2 separate regions of the Pan troglodytes genome follow, and region 1 is linked to region 2. Evidence: chromatin contacts called from public HiChIP or PLAC-seq data. All regions are on one chromosome and are shown on one strand. The core of a region is the stretch at or near the end of the contact, and the rest is flanking DNA. Distances in the headings are between cores, read along the strand shown. Region 1 holds the start of SEC61A1 (SEC61 translocon subunit alpha 1). Region 2 holds the start of MCM2 (minichromosome maintenance complex component 2).

What was found. HiChIP or PLAC-seq counts read pairs in DNA pulled down with a chosen protein or histone mark.
Region 1: an H3K4me3 HiChIP or PLAC-seq map of stem cell-derived excitatory neurons shows a contact between it and region 2, with 3 times the contacts expected there. The contact joins the promoter of SEC61A1 here to the promoter of MCM2 in region 2. A contact is called at or near these places in 1 of 1 datasets of contacts at active chromatin or transcription factors (stem cell-derived excitatory neurons) and 1 of 1 other capture datasets (stem cell-derived neural stem cells).

Annotation. Positions count from the first base shown.
Region 1 is chr2:131,280,200-131,285,708 of NHGRI_mPanTro3-v2.0_pri, forward strand. It overlaps SEC61A1 (SEC61 translocon subunit alpha 1), which reads left to right and starts at 1,666. Exons shown (of 12, transcript XM_003309982.7): 1 at 1,666-2,006; 2 at 2,282-2,349; 3 at 4,965-5,030; 4 at 5,122-5,200. The coding sequence starts at 2,000. LOC107970410 (a long non-coding RNA gene) reads right to left here and starts at 1,529. Exons shown (of 3, transcript XR_010155333.1): 1 at 1,409-1,529.
Region 2 is chr2:130,824,527-130,830,252 of NHGRI_mPanTro3-v2.0_pri, forward strand. MCM2 (minichromosome maintenance complex component 2) reads left to right here and starts at 3,509. Exons shown (of 16, transcript XM_516724.7): 1 at 3,509-3,695; 2 at 4,539-4,768. The coding sequence starts at 3,690. It overlaps LOC134809594 (a long non-coding RNA gene), which reads right to left and starts at 3,454. Exons shown (of 3, transcript XR_010155763.1): 1 at 3,278-3,454; 2 at 1-332.

The sequences.
Region 1 (5,509 bases), core at 416-2,915, 450 kb after region 2:
TACAGGCATGCGCCACCATGCCTAGCTAATTTTTTTCTGTATTTTTTTCTAGAGACAGGGTTTTGCCATGTTGCCCAGGCTGGTCTTGAACTCCTGGGCTCAAGTGATCCTCTTGCCTTGGCCTCCCGAAGTGCTGGGATTACTGGTGTGAGCCACTGCACCCAGTCCAATAAAAGTATTTTAAACTAGTGATTCTCCTAACGCAATTAGTGATTTAACACACGTAACTTGGCTGCAGTCCCTGCAGTGACACAGGCCAGATTGTGTCATAATGTGGAAACAACAGGAGGCCTGTTATCAATGGTACTGACATCCTACAACTATTAGCACAAACCAATGAGTTTATATTAAAATTTCTATTAACTAATTGTAATATTTATTGTAATTACTATACTATTTACCCTCGAAATATTTCAACATTTTAACCATCAATATGGTGCAGGGTGCATAATGGCTAAATATCGGATCTAGTCTATATGCTGAACTTAGTCCAGGGGCTGCCAGTTTTAGCTTCAGGGCAAAACTCCAGAAGAGATCATCAGTGGGTCCTGGAAGTGAAGATGGGTTGCATTTCAGACTCTGAATAAAGAGTCAATGTCTTCTTTTTCCCCTTTTTGGTGGGGGATGGATATCAAGTGATGTCACACCTAGACCACTTCACTGAAGTTACCTGCCTGTTCCCAGTAGTCCTTTGAATTTTCCACCAGTGGGTTTGTATTCCAAAAAAGACTTCCTGTCCTGTCCAACTTTCTGAGCCAAGAATGTACAAAACCTGATTATCTGCTAGAAATGGGTGAGAATGGAAAAATCCAAATAGTTGACACCTAAATTAAAAGCAAAAAAGCATCTTGCCACATATGTACCCCCAACTTCTACCTGTCCTGGTCAAGGTTCAGCTCCATGAAACCTTGCCTGATCCCACAAGGCGTGCCCACCTCCTCCCTGCTAAATGCTCACAGCATTAAGTCTGTTTCTCTCAGATGACATCATACCTACTGACTACAGATGCCTGAAAATAAATTCCAACCCCCAGCCCCAGCATCACTTGCCCTACCCGTTATCCCCCTTTCCCACACCGATCTTAGGCAATCACACCGCCATGCTTTGCCCACAACAGTCTCCTCAACCTGTTCCCTCATTCCTTCTCGCCAGAATCTATCAAGGCTCGGCACAAAGGTACTCTCCCAGGAGGCCTTCCTGAATTCTTCTGTGAGGCAGACTACTTCCCGAGCTGCCCCGGCCCTTCTCCGGCCAAGTCTCTCCAGAAACTCATCCCATTCGTTCTCAGATGGATGGGGACCCACACCCACGACAAGCCTCCGGGTTTGCTTAATGACTCAGACAGCGAGGGTGCTCGGTAAGCCCCACCAGCCCGCGCCCTACCCAGCAGGTAATGACGGAGACCTACTAGGTGACGGGCGCCGCGGTAGACGCTGGGACAAGGTCCCTGCTCCAGGGAGCTTACGGTCTATTCACTAACGTCAAAGAGCAGTGAGGGCTGTTACGTGTATGGGAGCCACCAGGGTCTCCGCCTGCCTGCAGGGCCACGCGCGCACTCGACGCTTCGCGCCTGCCTCAGTTTCTCCGTGGGGCCGCACCGCCCCAGTCTCGGGAGGCGTGACACTCCCTCCCCGCGCGCTCTCGCGTTACCAAGTCTGCGCAGCCGCACACCCCCAGTCCCGGCGGGCCCCGCGCGCCAGGCTCCTTCCCGACAGGCCCCAGGAGCCCCGCTGCATGCCGGGGCTTGAGGTCTCGGCGAAGCGGCGCGGCGCAGCGAAGCGCGGCGGCCGGCGGGCGCGCGTGGCAGGAAGCGGAAGCGATCCGAGGCCCGGCCCCGGCCCCGCCCCGCGCCGCGCCGTGCCGCTTGCCGCCGGGCTAGCACTGACGTGTCTCTCGGCGGAGCTGCTGTGCGGTGGAACGCGCTGGGCCGCGGGCAGCGTCGCCTCACGCGGAGCGGAGCTGAGCTGAAGCGGGACCCGGAGCCCGAGCAGCCGCCGCCATGGCAAGTGAGTCCTGCAGGGCAGCCCTACTGAGGCCGGGACGGAACAGATCCCCCTTCCCCACACCCGTGCGGTCGGGCGCCCGCCGGCCAACCCTGACCGGCCCCCTGCAGAACGCGGCCCGTGCCCCCGGCCCTTCTCGAGTATCCCCACGCTTCCGGGGTGCGGCCGGCTCCCCTGGCCCCTGCTCTCACTCGTCGTGGGCAGAAGGCGTCCCTGGGTAGCGCGGAAGGTTACTTCTCTGTGTCCCAACTCTTCCTGTTTTGTTTCTCCCATCAAAGTCAAATTTCTGGAAGTCATCAAGCCCTTCTGTGTCATCCTGCCGGAAATTCAGAAGCCAGAGAGGAAGGTAAGTACCCCAAATCGCCAACAAAGAAGGTTTCAGGAAACTGTCTGGACTCTGGAAGTTTACAGTATGATTAAAAATGGCTTCAGCACGGCAATGGAAACTCTCCCTTCTCTTCCCTTGGAGTGTAGTTGTGCTCTGTTATTCCGGAGAGCTGTCGAAAGGTGACCTGGTTGTGTGGAAATTTCCACTGAAATCACTGTGCTTTATTTGGAGCATCTTTGGTGGATGTTGCTCCGAGAACAAAGCCTCCGGTTGCCCTGTCCCAAAAATGGATCCGGGCCATGAATGAATAAGGCCTCAGTTAGGATAGCAGATTGAGTTACCCTCCCTTTTTCACCTCCAACGGGAGCAGATCACGGGTTGGTTTTTTTTCCCAGGAGATGCCCTTTGTATCCAGCTGCTAAAGGGAAGGGCTGTCACTTTAGTATTTACAAATGATTTTGTACCTTTTATGTAGGCTGTCACAATAGGGGGAATAAAGGCTATTCTTTTGTGAAGTCTGCTGCTTTTCACAGACGGTGTATTAAAACAAGGAAAGATTAAATTTAGAGCTGTGCTGAATCAGAAATTGTGTGGAGTGAGTGTTGCCAGTGTAACTACAGCTGTCAACGAAAAAAAGTTTCGTTAGGTTCCTAGGTTAGAGAGTGGGGAATAAAATGTTTGTGTCCTCACATTATTTTTCAAACTGTTGTTAAAGCATTCACATGGACATTTGGGTGCTTGGAATCCACTTTCATTTTTTTACGTAAAATAGTTTCATATAAATGCCCATGTGCTGCTTTTAATGCACGAATTTGTAAAGCTTTACCCCCTCAATTCCAGTGTAGCGAAGGGGCATGGCTCTGGAGGCAGGCAAGCCTAGGTCCCACCCTTTACATAGCACCTTAATAGCTATGTGACCTTGGCCTTGTAACTCAGTGTGGTAGACGGAACAAGGGAAATATGTGCAAGGTATAGCAGTGGCTCAAGAAGGGATTAACTCTGGGAGACATGATGTCTTATGGTGGTTTTGAAGGAGAAATAGAAGTCTCCTTGAAGGGATGGAAAGGAATTCCAAATAAAAGGAGTATATAGTTTGCAAAGGCATTGGTGACAAGAGTGTAGCATGTTTGGATGGGAGGTTATTAGATGTAGTTGCTATTGATAGAACATAATTGTAGGTGGGGAACATTAGGAGATGAATAACAAGGGCCAGACATGAGAATGTCACTTTGGAAGAAAAGGAGAGGACTAGAGTTGGTTTAGAGGCTTTTCACATCAGAGGATGAACTGTGGTACTGAGCAAGAATGGATTTAGGGGCTACTAAGAAGCAGAGGAGACAGGACTTGGATTAAGAGCTTTTGGGGTTTTGATGTTAAATTTGATTGTAACCAGGAGAGAGGACTTGGTGATTAGAAAGGGAGTCTTGAAAAAATTGTCTGCTCTTTGTTTCCCATCAAGATTCATTTCAGACAGGTTACTCTGAAATGGCATTGCCTTCTCTTGGCCACTTTCTAATTTCTTAGTGTGGTGGGATGGTAGGTGGGAAGAGGACCATTCTCAAGAGAAGAAGAGTCCTGTGAATGCCCCCAGCTTTGGATGGAGTATCTGAACACTGATTCACACCACTGTTGTGTGGCCGTATGGCTGTGTCCTACTTTGCCTGCATGTATAGTTAGAGGATTGTGACTCCAGTTCTGGCCAGAGGGCCAGGAATGCTGACTCAGTGCCTGCCTAGAAGTGTTTTTAAAGAACACAGTTTTGTTCACTTAATACTGTCAGTCTCTTACAAGGTATTTCAACCTCAGAATCTTCCGTCTGTACAATAATTAATGTTTGTTAAGCCCTCTAAAGCCATTAATGTAGGGTAGGCAGCAGGTACTAGTGAAGACACTCAGTTTCAGAGGCAGAAAACCTGGAAGAGTTCCCACTCTACTCTTTAGTGACAGAGGCTTTGGGTGGGAGGTTTTCTAATGATACTTAATACTTAATAGTCATCTTTACAGCGATTCTTGTCACCTATGCAACCTATGTACCTGAGAAGATGTGAAAATCCTTAAACAAATGCTACTAGTAGGTTAAACGTGCAACTCTCCTGCCCTTCCCCAATATTGTTTATTACACTGTTTTACCCTTAATTCATAGAAAATACACTATTGAGCAATTCCAAATTACTTGACTCTAGAATAACAAGGTTTTGTGACTGAAACTCAAATGAAAAGTGGTTGCTCGTGTGTTTTACAAGTCATGTTCTATTGTGACATTCTTTGATCTTGAGTCTTAACTGTTAATGCTAATGGTTAAAAGCACAGTTTGGGACTCAAACTCACTTTAGCATTGGGGTTTGGTACAAATTATTTAGCTCTTCTAAGGCTCAGTTGTAAAATAAAGGTAATGCTCTGTGGTGTGAGGTGAGCTGGAGTGATGCCTGTAGGTCCTTGCATTGTGCTCTGTGCAGAGGAAGTTACGCAGTACATGGTACTTATGTTTGGTACATGGTTTAGCTTCTCTGCTGAACAGAGAAAAGAGTCTGGTTGGAGTCCATTTTTAGAGAAAGGGGTCTGATTGGAGTCCATTTTTATTAATTTGCTTTTCAAAGTAACTCCCTGCTTCAATTCATTCTCTTCTACTCTAGATTCAGTTTAAGGAGAAAGTGCTGTGGACCGCTATCACCCTCTTTATCTTCTTAGTGTGCTGCCAGGTAAGCTCAGGCTTGTATTTCGTACTGGGGAGGGGGATAAGAGTGGCTGGAAACAGGAGTGCTGACTGTTTTGCTCTTTGCCTGTTCCCAGATTCCCCTGTTTGGGATCATGTCTTCAGATTCAGCTGACCCTTTCTATTGGATGAGAGTGATTCTAGCCTCTAACAGAGGTAGGACTCTGGCTCTGTCTTTTCTCTGTAGAATGTGGGCTTACCTAGCTTCACTTAGTTAAATTAATAGACTTTGGCTTTATATGGAACTTAGAGAGTGACTTGGAAAATAGAGTGAAGAATGTTAGCGTGCTGTGTTGAATAGCCTTATTAAATGCTGAGTTCAGCACCAAGGCATACCATCATATTTGGAATTGTATTTGAATGCAGTACAAAACCTGTAATGACAAGATAGGTCTATGCTATAGAGAGAATAAAAAACATGGAGAAACTAGAATACTTTTTGAATACCTGAAATGATGACATTTC
Region 2 (5,726 bases), core at 2,259-4,758:
CAGCGGTCGCGTGGAGCCCTTGAGGATGAAAGCCACAGGCTACAGGCGGTGGAACCAGAGTGGGGAGGAGACTTGTCCTCAGCGATGTCCTGAAGCAGCTGCCCCAGCACTGGATGCCTACTGACCTGGGAAGAGCAAACCCCAAGGTGATGTGTCCTGGAGCAAGTCCAGCATGACTGTTGGCTGGGGTCCCAGCTCCTCACTCCCGAAGCCTGTCCCAGGCTGCCTGAGTGTCCTCAAGACATGGATGCTGCCTTCTCTCAGAGTGAGCAAAGCTGCAGTCTTTTTGTAACTGAATCTCCAAAGTAACATCCAACCACATCTGTCCTATGCTGTTGGGAGGAGATCACACAAGGGTGTGAATACCAGAAGGCAAGGGCCATCAGGGCCATAATAGAGGCTGCCTACTCACCCCACCCACCTTTCTGTCTCTCCTACCCTGCCCCCAACCAGTGTTTAAACATGTCCAAGAACCTCTCATCTGAGAAAAAGCCATATCCCACTCCAGTGCCTGTCCCAGCTCTCACAGTCCATTCCACACCTGGGAATGCCTCTCTGACCCATACATCTTTGGGTGACATAAAAGCACTCCAGCCTCCAACTAGTAACTCACATTCACCCTTCTCACTTCCCTGCATCCTACCTGTCAACACACTTCAATGTGGTGTCTGACTCCAGACACACCGGCCAGCCCAGATCTGCTATCGCCAGGGCCACTAACAGCTCCTAGTCCTTATCAGATGACCTCTGGGCAGCCAGCTGACCCCATCCACCATCTTGACTGCTCTCTTCAGTGGCCTTTGGGAGGGCTCCTGATAATCCCCAGCCCTGCTAGGATCTCCTCTCCTTCAGTGTGGGCCGGACCTCAGGACTCACTTCTCGCTAAGAGAATATGGCAAAAGTAATGGGATATCACTTCCAAGACATGGCATCTGTCTTGTATGGCCTCTCTCTCTTGTTCGCTTGCTCTGAAAGAAACCAGCTGCCAGGTTGTAAGCTGCTCTGTAGAGAGGCCCCCACCCAAGAGCCAGTGGGAAACTAAGTCTTCAGTCCAACAGCCTATGAGGACCTGAATCCTATCATGTGAAGAAGCTTGGAAGGGGATCCTCCTGAAGATGAGCCTTCAGAGGAGACAGCAGCCCTGGCCAATACCTTGCCTGCAGCCTTGAAAGACCTTGAAGAAGAGGCACCCAGTGGCATCGTGCCCAGATCCCTGATCCACAGACACCGAGGTAGTGGGTGCTAATTGCTTCAAGGTGCTAAATCCCAGGATAATTTTTTTTTTTTTTTTGAGATAGAGTCTCGCTCTTTTTGCCCAGGCTGGAGTGCAATGGCACGATTTCGGCTCACCGCAACCTCCACCTCCAGTGTTCAAGTGATTCTCCTGCCTCAGCCTCCTGAGTAGCTGGGATTACAGGCATGCGCCACCACGCCTGGCTAATTTTGGATTTTTAATAGAGACAGGGTTTCTCCATGTTGGTCAGGCTGGTCTTGAACTCCTGACCTCAGGTGATTCACCTGCCTCAGCCTCCCAAAGTGCTGGGATTACAGGTGTGAGCCACCATGCCTGGCCATCCCAGGATAATTTTTTATGCAGCAATAGATAACACAAGCCCATGCAGAGTCTCTTCAGCTTTCCTGTCAGCAGCTCCTAGCATCCAAGGTGCATCCTTCACATCCTTTGTTGGTGTCTCTTAACTGTTGGGGTTTCCCAGGTCCCAGGCTTAGACCTTCTCATCTCCCTGCACTCACTCTGGATTATACAACCACTCCCAAGGCAATCTACAGCTTCAGTCCAAACATGCCCTCGAGTCCCATACATGGATATCCAACAGCTTCCTGGATATGTCCCCTCGGCCCAAATTCAGCACAGCCAGAAACAAACTCATCTTCTTCCCCCTTAAATTGCTGGTCTTCCTGTGCGCTCCTATCTCAGCTATCATCCACCTAGCTAAGCCAGGATCCTGGTGTCATCCTGCATGCCTCTTTTGCTGTCCTCAATCACCAACACCTATAGACCCCACTTCCTGGCCGGGCGTGGTGGCTCACGCCTGTAATCCTAGCACTTTGGGAGGCCAAGGCAGGCGGATCCACTTGTCAGGAGTTGGAGACCAGCCTAGCTAACAATGGTGAAATCCCATCTCTACTAAAAATACAAAAATTAACCAGGCACAATGCCATGCATCTCTAATCCCAGCTACTCGGGAGGCTAAGGCACGAGAATCACTTGAACTTGGGAGGTGGAGGTTGCAGTGAGTTGAGGTTGCACCACTGCACTCCAGCCTGGGTGACAGAGTGACTCTGTCTCAAAAAAAAAAAAAAAAAAGATTCCACCTCCTAAACATCTTGTATTTCCAGTTCTCTCCATCACTCCTGTCTCCCTACCCTGGGTCCCAGGCAGAGATGCTTGTTCACTGCACAAAGTGCCTGGCTAAGAGGGTTGCGATTCAGCCCTGCCTCTGTTCACTAAGGCTGCCTGGAACTAGACAAGAACCACAGCAACCTCCTCGTTTGCTGCCTTCAACCTCGTTCAATCCACTTCCACCTGGTAGCAGCCAGAGGGATTCTAAAACCCACACTAGTTCACGTCTCACCCTGCTCAAAATGCTTCCATGGCCTTCCATTGCTTTCAGAATACAGAATAGTCAAACTCTCTAGAAAAACATCTAGCTCTTTTTTGATCCGGATTTTCTCTCCCTCAAGTCTTGTCTGTTGCCCGGCATCATAAGCTCCTAGCGTTAGTTCTTAGGGAGGGGCTTGCACATCCGGGCCCTGCCATGACCTCTGCAGCTTTGCACATGGCATCCTTCTATCTGTAACATCCTCCTTGCATCTTCGCTCCCCTGGGCAAAGATAACTCCTACTAAAGCCTCAGATGTGACCTCCTACAAAATCCCAGAGTTGTCCAGCTGCTTGAAGCATTGAGCCTTTGAGCTTTGGGAGAAGTTAAACCATTGTGCTCCTAAGACGGTAAGAAGCGTCAGAAAACAAGGCTCTGAACCTCTGTTGTCTTTATTTTATTTTATTTTATTTTATTTTATTTTTTTTGAGACGGAGTCTCACTCTGTCACCCAGGCTGGAGTGCAGTGGCGGGATCTCGGCTCACCGCAACCTCCACCTCCCAGGTTCAAGCGATTCTTCTGCCTCAGCCTCCCGAGTAGCTGGGATTACAGGCCCGTGCCACCATGCCCAACTAATTTTTGTATTTTTAGTAAAGACGGGGTTTCACCATGTTAGTCAGGCTGGTCTCGAACTCCTGAGCTTGTGATCCGCCCACCTCGGCTTCCCAAAGTGCTGGGATTACAGGCGTGAGCCACCGCGCCTGGCCTCTGTTGTCTTGTCAGCAAAATGGCCCTGGTGTGACCGAGGTCACGCAGCCAGCAAGTGTCGTCGGGTCCCCTGGAGCCTCAGCTTCTACCTCCGCTCCAACTCCCACCACAGCGCAGGCGAGCGCACGCGCACAGCGCCGGGCCGCACACCTCCGGGCTCTGGGCGGAGCGCCTCGGGCGTTGTGGGCGGGACCGGACCCTCTGGCCCGCCCCTCCGTGTCCCTGCTGGTCGCCAGTGGACGCCGACGTCATGACGTCGCGTTCCGTAGGGCTCTTCCCGGGCTTTGGTGGGTCACGTGAACCACTTTTCGCGCGAAACCTGGTTGTTGCTGTAGTGGCGGAGAGGATCGTGGTACTGCTATGGCGGTGAGCGCGCTGGCGCGTGGCGGGCGGGCGCCGGGGACATGGGTGCGGAGGCTGCGCGCTTCCCGTACTCTGGCCCCGGCCCAGGGCGGCGCTCTGGGTGAGGCTGGGCCCCAGGCTCTGGGGCGCAGCTACTTTCTCGCCTGCACCCTGCGTGAGGCGACTCGCCTACCTACCACTGACCTGGGGCCCTGGGCTCCCTAAGGCGAGCTCGGCCCGTTCAGCCTCTGTCCTTTATTCACCCCACACATACTTATTGGGCGCCATCTGTGTGGCGCTGAGCGTACAAAAGACAGGCCCCCATTTCACTACACTCCTTTAAACTTTTTTTTTTTTAATTTCCCAATGATCCTTGTTCCAAACACTACACTTACTTTTGTATTACCTTCTTGTGCCTTTGTCTTGTATACTGTCTGTTCCACATCTGAGTTACAGACCTCTTGTTTTGGTGGCTCTTCTATGCCATCTCTATCACAATACCTTGCGCACTGTGTGTGCTGAAATAGGTCTAGTGCTTAAGGGGAGATAATAGACAGTAAACAGGTAAATAGGCAAATGACATAACCTCAGTGGTTTTTCATGGAGAAAGCACGGTGATGTGGGTGACCCCGATATTTGAGCTGGCTTCTATTTGTTTGGAAGCCACTGACTCAGATTGCTCAGCTGAGAGCATTCCAGGTGAGAGAACAGCAAGGGCAAAGATCTGAGGCTGGAAGGGGTTTGGTGTGTTGGAGGACAAGAGTCACAGGTGGAGAGAAAGAAGGGAAGGCCCCTGAGGGTAAAAAGGAAGCTGTATCATGCCTCACCAGCTTCCTATGTTTCTGACAACCGCACCTTCTCTTGCAGGAATCATCGGAATCCTTCACCATGGCATCCAGCCCGGCCCAGCGTCGGCGAGGCAATGATCCTCTCACCTCCAGCCCTGGCCGAAGCTCCCGGCGTACTGATGCCCTCACCTCCAGCCCTGGCCGTGACCTTCCACCCTTTGAGGATGAGTCCGAGGGGCTCCTAGGCACAGAGGGGCCCCTGGAGGAAGAAGAGGATGGAGAGGAGCTCATTGGAGATGGCATGGAAAGGTAATTTCATTCAAGGCCCTGGACTCAGCAGATAGTTTTGCAGAGAGCCCATTGTGTGCCTGGTGGCCTGGCTTTGGGAGCTGGGAGCAGATAAATCGATGGCATTCTTGCCTTTGAGCACAGCTTGATCCAGGGTTCTGAGGAGACAGGTTTACAGAGCCATGACACAGGTCTCTTTAACTTACTGTATGTAATTTGGAAAGACTAGACCCTAAGCTGAGGATAAGCCCCAACTCCATAAGCACCCCAGAGAATGTAGGGGTCTCTAACCTGGAATACTCCAACTCAAAAAGACAGGAAGCAGGAAGCCCAGTGTTTCCCAGTAACTTTTCAAAGGAAAGGTGCATGGGGGAGGAGGGATCTGATAAATAAAGTTTTAGAGTCAATCAGCAAACATTTATTGTACCTAATGTGCACCATGCCCTTTGTTAGGAATGGTCTTGTTTATTAGTAAACATGTGGTGGCTCACACCTGTAATCCCAGCACTTTGGGAGGCCGAGGTGGGCAGATCACCTGAGGTCAGGAGTTTGAAACCAGCCTGGTCAACAGGGTGAAACCCCGTCTCTACTAAAAATACAAAAAATTAGCTGTGCATGGTGGTGCGTGCTTGTAGTCCCAGCTACTTGGGAGGCTAAGGCAGGAGAATTACTTCAACCCAGGAGGCATAGGTTGCAGTGAGCTGAGATCACACCACTGCACTCCAGCCTGGGCGAAAAGAGTGAAACTCTGTCTCAAAAATAAATAAATAAATAGGTTAGCAAGACTTAATGCTGGGAGAGTGGAGTAAGCTCTGCGCATAAGCAAGGCTAGATTTCTACCCCTGCCTTACTCTGCATTTCCAGCTGCGATCTGGTAGATAACGTCAGTAGCGGAATTGTGTGAATGCCCAGGAGCCTCGTGGAGATGCTCCTTTTGTGCCTTTCCAGCTTTAGCATGTGTGAGAGTACTGTGCAGGGC